Regions from separate parts of the Mus musculus genome. Here region 1 is linked to region 2. Evidence: chromatin contacts called from public Hi-C data. All regions are on one chromosome and are shown on one strand. The core of a region is the stretch at or near the end of the contact, and the rest is flanking DNA. Distances in the headings are between cores, read along the strand shown.

Region 1 (4,777 bases), core at 1,234-3,733, 35 kb before region 2:
TTTCATTAAGATATTTGGCTTGATTTAAAAATTGGGTTACTTCTTTCAGGTGTCCATCTCACCTCTTGTACAGGCTAGCTTCCATCTCATGGGAAACCTGGTGAGCCTGCAATGTCTGGACTAATTTTTTTGTTGGTTAGTTTGAGATTTCTTTTTCTTTATTTTTTTACCTTTTTAGCTTTGACTTGTTTGAGACTTTTGTCAATTTTGGATATTAAAAAGTAGGAAAAAATGAGGATTGGCAAGATGGCTCATTAGGTAAAAGCAATGGCTTAGAAAGTGATGGTCTGGCTGGTCCTCTGAATCCATGTTGGAAGAAAAGAACCAACTCATGGAAATTGTCCTGTGATCTACACACACACACACACACACACACACACAAACTTCTGGCTTATACCCTCTTGTGAGATATACAGACTTTTGCTCTGTTGATGGCTTCCTCTGCCATGGCTGTATAACAGCATTTTTGTTGGGATGTGGTCCTACTTGTATATTGTTTATTTACAGTGTTTTTGCTGCCTTATCAGAAACTTGCCCTTTCCGGTGCCATGATGAGCCCTCCCTTAGCTTATATGGTCTTATATTTAAGTGTTTGATCTGTTTTGCACTTATTTTTATTTTATTTTTTGTTTTATGAGACAGGGTCTCTCTGTGTAGTTCTGGCTGTCCTGGAACTCACTCTGTAGTCCAGGCTGTCCTTGAACTCAGAAATCCACCTGCCTCTGCCTCCCAAGTGCTGGGACTAAAGGCATGTGCCACCACTGCCCTGCTTTTATTTCATTTTTATTGTTTTTTTTTAATGTTCTTTTTTTTTTTTTTTTTTTTTTGGTGGTGGTGGTGATTAGAGACAGGGTTTCTCTTTGTAGCCATGGCTATCCTGGAACTAACTCTGCAGACCAGGCTGGCCCAAACTCACAGAGATCTGCCTACTTCTGTCTCCTGAGTGCTGGAATTAAAAGCATCCACCACCATCAGTCAGCCTGAGCTGATTTTTATAACTGATAAAAGGTAGGAATCTGTTTTCAATTTTCTGCTGTGAATATCTAATTTTCCTAGCACCACTTCTTGAAAAGACTGTCATTTGCTCATAACACCAGAGTCAATATAAAATGAGCAAATCAGTCTTTTCAATATTGACTCCGTTGTTTAAAATCAGTTGGCTATAACTATGGATTTATTTTTGGGTTTTCTACCCTGTTCCTTGGTGTCTTTGTGCATTATTATGTCCAAAGCAGCATGTTATTTTGGTTATTATATCTTAATAATGGGTTCTCTTAAAAAAAAAAGAAAGATCCATTTGTGTGTGTGTGTGTGTGTGTGTGTGTGTGTGTGTGTTCCTATGTATACAGGTGCATGTGGGTGCCCTTGAAGGCCAGAAGGCATTGGATCTGTTGGAGCTGGGGATGTGGGGAATTGAATTTGCAAATGTGCTCCTTACTACCAAGCCATGACTCCAGCTCTGGGCTGTATTGTAAAGCCAGGCAGGGCAATGCTTCCAGCCTTGTTCTTTTCGCTGAGTGTTTTCACTGACTTTGCAGGGTCACCAGAAGGATTCCTATGAGATGGAGGCTAGCCTGAGCTACAAACCATGGGTGGGCACCTGAAAGTAACCCAATTTTTAAATCGAGTCAAATATCTTAATACAATTCTGTTATCCCCCCCCCCCTTTGACTATTTAGTGTCTTTTGTAGTCCCTTATCAATTTTAGGATACTTTTTCTATTTCTGTAAAGAATGTAATTGGTATTTTGATAATGGTTGTTTTTAATTTGTTGACCACGTTGGGTATAAAGACTATTTTGACACTATCAATTCTGTCAATCAGTGCCACCAGTTATCTGTTTATTTCTGTAAATCACTTTCAATTTGTGCTGTGCTTTGGTTGTCATTTGTACCATACAAGTTTGCCAGAGCTTAGTCTCCAGAGAGTTTTATACTATGGAACCTTAAGGGCTAGAGCTCAGTAAGAAGTCCTTAGGCCACTAGGGTGTGTCAATAGAAAGCATTAAGTAGTCTGTCTGGGACTGTGAATTCTTTGGTTTTAAGTTTCTTCTTTTTTTGAGAATTTCTAGTATATATATAATGAAAAAGACTCCTCGTTGTTTTCTTCCTCTAACTCCCCTCTTTAGCCCCCAATCTGTTCCCTTCCAACTTTGTCTTTTTAAAAATAATCCACCAAATCCACGTAGTGCTGGCTATATGTGCATGGGTTTGAAGTCATCCACTGCCGATGTCAGCAACAGTTGACTCAGGCTTGCTCCACTCCCCTGAGGCAATGAGTTTGCTGGGCTGAGCTAATTCTTGCCAGTACAACATATTATAAAAGACTTAGCCTGAGCTGAAATAAATGGTGGCTCTTTAATCCCAGAATTTAGAAAGCAGAGAGGCAGAGGAATTGCCACACACTCAAGGCCAGCCTGGCCTACATAGTTAATACTAGACTAAGGAGCGTAGAGTGGGCCCTTTCTCAGAAAATGAACAGATGTGCTGGATAGATAGCTCAGCACGTAACCCTTCCTGCTCCTCCACAATGTAGAAGTCAGAGGATAGCTTGAGGGAACTGTTTCTCTCCTTCCATTACTTGGGTCCCAGGGAGTAAACTCAGGTCACCCAGCTTGGTGACAAGGTTTTCTACCCACTGGGCAACCCTGCCTGCCTTTTTCACATCTATTCCTACTCCATTATGAAACAATTTACAATAGCCATTGTAAGGAATCAACCTTAGTGTCCATTGACAGAGAGTGTGTGTGGTGGGGGTGGGGGCGGGGGCAAGAGGAAGAAAGGAGAGTCACTATCCATAAACTGGGTAAAATTCTGTCTGATTCAACATCATGGATAAGGCTGATAGACATTTATGTTAAATGACATGTCAGAAATAAAAATACCAAATGATCTCATTCAGGCATGGAAAATTTTAAAGCAAATATATTTAGCCCACTGTAAGAGCACAGTGGGCATTGCAATAATGAAGGAATGTCCTGTCTACACGTGCTATGTTTAAAAATTGACTTCTTGCGTATTTGCATATGTGCAGTCACAAGACACTGGGGAGGGCAAGTGGGAGATGTTGGGTAATAGGTATGCTTTTGTAGTTAAACAGTAGGAATAAGTTCTGGTGTGCCATTGCACAACAGGGTACCTACTGAACAGTAATGTACGCATTTCAAAATAGCTAGGACGTTGTGAATACTCTTATTGGAAAGGTTATGGATATGCTAATTATCCTTAGTTAATCCCAAGGTTTCATGTTGTACTCCATATGTATTTAGAGATATCTGTGAATTACAAACCACATTCGGAGCTGGCATGGTAGTGTGGGGCTGTGATCTCAGATACTAGAAAGGTTAAGACAGAAGGAGCACAAGTTCAAGATCCGCTTAGACATATTAGTGGGACTCTATTCTAGAGTAGAAAAAGTGACAAGACGTAGAGCTTTTTTTTTTTCCTTTTGGGTGTGGTTTCATTTTGTTTTCCTGTCTTGGAGGGATTTGTTGTAGTGGGTTTTGTTTCTTTTTTGAGAATGGACTTAAAAGTTGGGTCGGTATGGAGGGGGAGAGGATCTGTGGGGACTTGGGGGAGGGGAAGAATATGATCAAATTTGAATCTGAAATTTGTTTTTTCATATTATTTATTTACTACTATTTATATGAGTACATTGTAGTTGCCTTCAAACACACCGGAAGAGGGCATCAGATCCCATTACAGATGGTTGTGAGCCACCATGTCATTGCTGAGAATTGAACTCAGGACCTTTCAGAAGAACAGTCAGTGCTCTTAACCATTGAGCCATCTCTCCAGCTCTTGAAGTTTGTTTTAAACGATGAAAAATACTAAGCAAAGAAAACAGGGACTGGGTTGTAGCTCAGTTGCACAGCACTCACGTGCCACATGCGAGGTTCTAGGTCACAAGACTCCAGCACTGCACAAGAGAAAAGTTGGATAGGCCTGGGGTGTGGCTCTGCAGGAGAGTGCTTGCCTAGGGGTCATATACCCTTGACTAGGGTATATGCAAGAATAGGGGTTCATCCCTAACGGGGTCCAGAATTTTTTAAATAAAAATAAATAAAACAAAATAAGCTCACAATGGTAAAATATTATATGTCCACTAGAAAGGGTAAAGAGGTTAGAAAGTAATAAATTCTGGAAGATGTGGAGAAAGAAGTTGCTGATCTTGAAGGCATGGTGTGTTCACTTTGGGATAGAGATTGGCAGTTTCTTAAGATGAAAAGTGTAAGTTTACAGTATACCCAGGGATGTTCCTCCAAGATATATGCCCAAGAAGGAATGGATAAATAAGAATGCACAACGACTAGTACAAGAATTTCCTAGCTGGATTACTTAGGCTAGCCAAAATGGAACCGGTCCAAATGTCCATCCACTGGTTACTGCATACGTAAAAGTAGGTGGCAAAATATTGTTAAGCCATAAAAGAAATGTCCTGACATGTACTACAACTTGGATGAAGCTTGAACACATGATACTTAATGTTAGAAATCAGACACAATAGATCACATGTTATACAAGTCTATTTATATGAAAAGTTTATAATAGGCAAATTCATAGAGATAGTGATTGCAGGAGCCTTATGACAAGAAAGAGAATTTAAAATAAATGGGATCTAAATAAATTACCTAAAACAGACTTATCCTGATAGTTATATAATTTGGTATTATCTTTTTAGAAATGTCACAGACCAACTGGGTGGGAGGAGGCAGAAGGAGGGGCAGGATCAAGTATGGGGAGAGGCAGGAGGGACGCGCAGAGGGCCAGGAGAATGA
Region 2 (4,724 bases), core at 1,507-4,006:
ATTTTATACAACTATGGATAAACCCAACTACATCACCGAATCTCAAAATGTTGGTGTTAAAACACAGAAAACAAAGTACTGAGACGGGTGAGCGTAGAAATAGCTTAGAAACAGGAGACTCTAATTGGCTTGGGTTGTGTGCAAGTCCCTCCTTTGCTAATAATGCACCTAGCAACATGTTGACAACCTGCGACCCCCACATCCATCTGCCTTAGGCTGCACATAGACCTGCTTTAAACAGTAGAGATATGTTACTCTCTTTAGCACCACTTTGATAATGTTGAGCCCTTGAGTGCCTTCACTCATGTGGCTGCTATCAATCTTGATAGTGTGCTTACTTTGATCCGGACTGTGGCTTCACCTTGATTAAAGTCTCCTTGCTACTTTCAAAATATATGGGAGCCCTTATTTCGGTTCTTTGATTGAGAAACCAAGAATCTGGAAAAACCGGGTCCAGATTGTGACCACCAGTAATAGCACCATGCTGTATATTCCCTTTATGCAAGATCCTTGAAAATACAGGCTAGCATAAATGGGTTGAGAACAGATGAGCAGTTGCCTATGATGTGGAGATAAGGAAAAACAAAAGGAGGTGAAAGGGCGCATTTTTTCTTTCAAAATTTCATTTATTGACAATAGCTTTTTATACAATCTATTCTATTTACAGTATTTCCCTCCCCAACACCCCCATGGACCTCCCTCCCTCCCCTTCCATCCAGATCCACAACATTTCTGTCTGCTTAGAAAACATGCAGACATCTTAGTAATAATAAAATAAGACAAAAACAAACAAGTCAAAATGCATTAAAACAAGCAAACAGAAGAAAAAGAGCCAAAGAAAAAGCACAAACAACACAGATAGATGCAATGACACCTGTACACACACACACACACACACACACACACACACACACACATACACACACACACACACACACACACACACACACACGGGAAAACACAGAGCCAGAAGCCACAATATAAATACAAAGGACCTATGGACCTATGTGATTTAAAAAAGAATAAAGTAAAAACAAAACCATACCTTGACAAAGTATTATGAGACAAAGAACGTCCAAAGTTGCCATTGAGTTCATTTTGAGTTGCCTAGCTACTGCTGGGAACAGGGCCTGCCTGTCCTTATAATAAGAGTGGTTTGTATAGTCCATGATATTCTCTTGGAGAAAATTAAGTTTTCATTTCTGAGTGGTTATTAATTAGGGATAGCTCCTGGATTAGGGAAGTGAACCCCCATCCCACATACACCATAAAATTATTTTGTTACTATTTCATTAGTGTAATTTTGCTACTGTTATGAATCATAATACAAACATATGACTTCTGAAATATATGGTATGTGATCTTTCTAAAAAGGTCCTCTAATATCCAAAGGGGTTGAGACCCACTGATCTAGACTGTGCATGATTGTAATGAAATAGCCTGTAAATATTAAAATTATTCAATTGGCCTGGGGCTATAGCTCAGTTGGTAGAGTGCCTGTCTAGTGTGTACAACATCCTAGGATCAACCCCAAACACCCCGTAAACTGGATTTGATTTTGCATGCCTCTAATCCTCGCATCTGGGAGGAGGAGGCAGAAGAATCAGGAGTTCAAAGTCAGCCTCAGCTACAAGAAACTATCCCTATCACTATCACCATCAAAAAAAGCAGGGAGACAGAGAACAACAAGAACAGGATTGTGAGACTTAGCGGGAAACAGCTATAATTAACTGGATGCCTCACATACATGTGGAGAGGTGCTGACGGCCTGCATTTGCCAACATTGAGCTATACAATTAAACTCTGCCTTATCATAAATTTCTCTATAGTATGACTATTTTACCTGGTACTAAAAGTGTTTGACAATAACAAACCTCTCTGGATTCATGAGCGAGGCTGGTTTGCAGATCACTATTTTAAATGCATCGTGTTTGTTGATGACAAGAAGTGAATCTTTCAGTCTGTAGTGTAGACAGAGAAGACAAGTGCTCTTTTGTTCTCAAGTGCTCTGTCTCCAAACATATTTCCCTCATTTTCTGTGACTGTGTCTAAGCCTTTGCTAAGGGTGCTGCAGCTGGACTGTGGAGTGGAACCAGGTCCAGAAAAAGAATTGCTAAAGAATGCAAGTAAACAGGATGTCAGATGTTATCCTTAGCCTATTTCCCTAAACATAGCTTTTTTGGCTACAACGTAAAATGCCATTCTTCCAGCTTCTGCTTAAATGCAGCGATGGCTGACAGCAGGGACAATCTTCCTTTGCTTGGCAAGTTTGTCACCATGCGGCTCCACATGTTTTGTAAAGAAGGCATGATCGTGACACACACTGTCACTGTGAGATTGTCTGAGGACATCCGGCCATTTCTGGGAGGAATTTTTTCAGTCCACCTAAGTCTTTGTTTGAGCTCTCTTTTACCAGCACAGCTCCCCACGAGGCTCAGATCTGTCTGACCTAAGAGCCAGTTGGCATCCTCCTCCTGACAGAAGCCAGATTTTTCACTGAGACTAGACTGTATTGACAGTGTTTTCCCAGTCTGCCCCATGCGTGTCTCATTTCCAAGGCTCTGTAAAGTGCTGGCTCACTCCGGTTTCCACGAGCACTTGCTGACTTTTCTGCCTCCCCAGCATCCTCCTCACTTCCTTTCCTTACAGCTTCTTGCACTGTTGTACGTGTTCCTCCCCCCACCCCACCCCCCCAAAGAAAAACCTAATGAGTTTGTTTTGCAAGTTTCGAAAAAGAACCAGTGATGTTCTCTCAGGAGTTTGTCCATTCCTTATCATTCCTTTCCATATCTTTAGGTATGATCTCTGTGGTTTAGAAATCCCACGTTCCTCTGTTGTCAGAGAAAAGTTGCCTTAAACCTTTGCCCCGCAAGCACCAGAAGAGCGCTCATAAAAGGAAGACAGCAGCAGATGCAATCACGGATGTGGCTTAGTCTTCACAGCTGCCCCGAGAGCTGTTCAGAGCGTCCGAGAGCCTCAGTCATGAATCCAGAAGAACGCCTTGTGACATGGCTTATATCTTTGGGAGTTCTAGAGTCTCCCAAAAAGACTGTCTGTGATCCAGAGGAGTTCTTGAAGTCCTCGCTGAAAAATGGGGTAGTGTTGTGCAAACTCATAAACAGACTTCTGCCTGGCTCGGTGGAGAAGGTAAGGTCATTTTGCTGTGTCTTTGGGATTACTTTCCACCACAGAGCAGCAATAATATCATTCTTGAGATTTTTCTATTGCGGGGTCATGGGAATCCCCTTCTTCAATATCTTTCTAAAAGTTAGGCGTTTTTATTTACTGTCCTTGTACTTTGAAAAAGTCAGAAAACGAAATATTATCCTTCAGTAATTGACCCCCTGATGTTACCTTACTAAAGCTGGGCTACAGGACTGCCAATCAGGGATAGGAGGACAACCTTATTGTGTACAAGTTTGCTGTGGTTGTGGAAATGCACATTAAACTTCCCCTGTGCACTTTAGACATGTTTTGAGCATGAGTCTGTGGGATAATGGAATAATTTTGTTGTAGATCTTTCTGGTGTTTGAAAGTTTGCCTAAAAAAAATGATGGAGACTTCCTTGTTTGTTTGTTTGTTTTAAGATTCATTGAAGAAAAGTCTATTCACAAGTGTCAATGTTACTTAAAACTCCCCCAAAACCAAAGAGAAACCAACTCTATGCATTGAAGGCAATGGGCATTCAAAGTGAAACTAAACCTTGCTTTAAAAAAACTTCAAGAGTTTTGAGGTTAGAAGCCCATGTTATGACAGTGGACAGTTTCTAAAGTAGGTGCTTTTGTGTCATTAAAGATAGAGTACTTATGATTCTTTTCTTAAGGTCATTGTGCACATAACTTAAATAAGGGTCTTTTGCCTTTTGGAATCAGTTCTATGTTTATGGAACAAGTAGATTTACTTATAATTTTTCAAATGTGAGAAATGGTGATTAAACTGATAAGATACAGAGAGACATAATAAAAAATGTGATGCTTAGACATAGTGAAATATGAACAAATTATCATGAGGAGTAGAGGGAGGTGATCAAAGTAACCTCAGGCAAAAGCAGGACTAAACGATATATATTTATATATACATACGCAGACACACAAACACACACACACACACACACACACACACACCTCAAACTGAGGCCGACTGCATCAATGTGTGTGTGTGTGTCCGTCCGTGTGTCCGTGTCTCTTAGTTTCTCCGATTTGCTAGCACCACAGTCGAGTAGAAGGTATGAGAAAACCTTAAGTAGAAGTGGCTTGGAGACCTCTGAAACAAAAAGCAACCGTTCAGGCATTTGCATCACTTCCTTCAGTGGTTACTTCTCTTCCTGGATGGAGAGCAGGGCTGCCCTCTGCCTTCCAAAGCCAACTGTGTCTAGTTATCAGCAAAAGAATATGATGATGGTTTGTCATGGCTTAGCAATCTCCAAGTGACATTTGACTCTTTCCTTAGTATTGTCTGGAACCCCAAACTGAGGCCGACTGCATCGACAACATCAATGACTTCCTGAAAGGATGTGCAACTCTTCAAGTGGAAGTAAGCTTACTTGTCTTGCCTTTGATGTTGCCATTATTTTCTGCTCTCTTAATTAAAAAGTCCGCAAATGTAAGGATTGATTTTCGCTGCCAGTAGCCACAGAGTAAATAGAGGTAGAGAACCCTTTAGAGAATCTCCAGTGGAGATTGATGATGCCCAGTAGTGTCTTTCAGAACCTAATACTAAACAAA

Evidence for each region. Hi-C and Micro-C count contacts between places; a contact is called where the count stands out from the background.
Region 1: a Hi-C map of myeloid progenitors shows a contact between it and region 2, with 2.9 times the contacts expected there. The contact joins the enhancer-like site here to the promoter of Arhgef6 in region 2. A contact is called at or near these places in 5 of 39 promoter capture datasets (the 3T3-L1 cell line, the C10 cell line, liver and 1 more), 2 of 15 datasets of contacts at CTCF or cohesin (CD8 T cells and pro-B cells), 30 of 484 Hi-C or Micro-C datasets (B cells, the C10 cell line, CD4 T cells and 21 more), 9 of 115 datasets of contacts at active chromatin or transcription factors (the 230-238 cell line, the HPC-7 cell line, the SCID.adh cell line and 5 more) and 3 of 9 other capture datasets (adipose tissue, liver and pancreatic islet).

What each region holds. Positions count from the first base shown.
Region 1 is chrX:57,371,442-57,376,218 of GRCm38.p6, reverse strand. No RefSeq gene overlaps it. Among named protein-coding and RNA genes, the nearest start is that of Snord61, 18 kb to the left of the region's middle. Within about 2 kb of position 2,483, at least 13 of the 459 cell types and tissues checked have an H3K27ac peak or open chromatin away from gene starts, as enhancers often do. A contact at or near this core is called in the G1E-ER4 cell line, bone marrow-derived macrophages and myeloid progenitors, where this site is marked.
Region 2 is chrX:57,336,761-57,341,484 of GRCm38.p6, reverse strand. Arhgef6 (Rac/Cdc42 guanine nucleotide exchange factor (GEF) 6) reads left to right here and starts at 2,756. Exons shown (of 22, transcript NM_152801.2): 1 at 2,756-3,147; 2 at 4,450-4,533. The coding sequence starts at 2,911.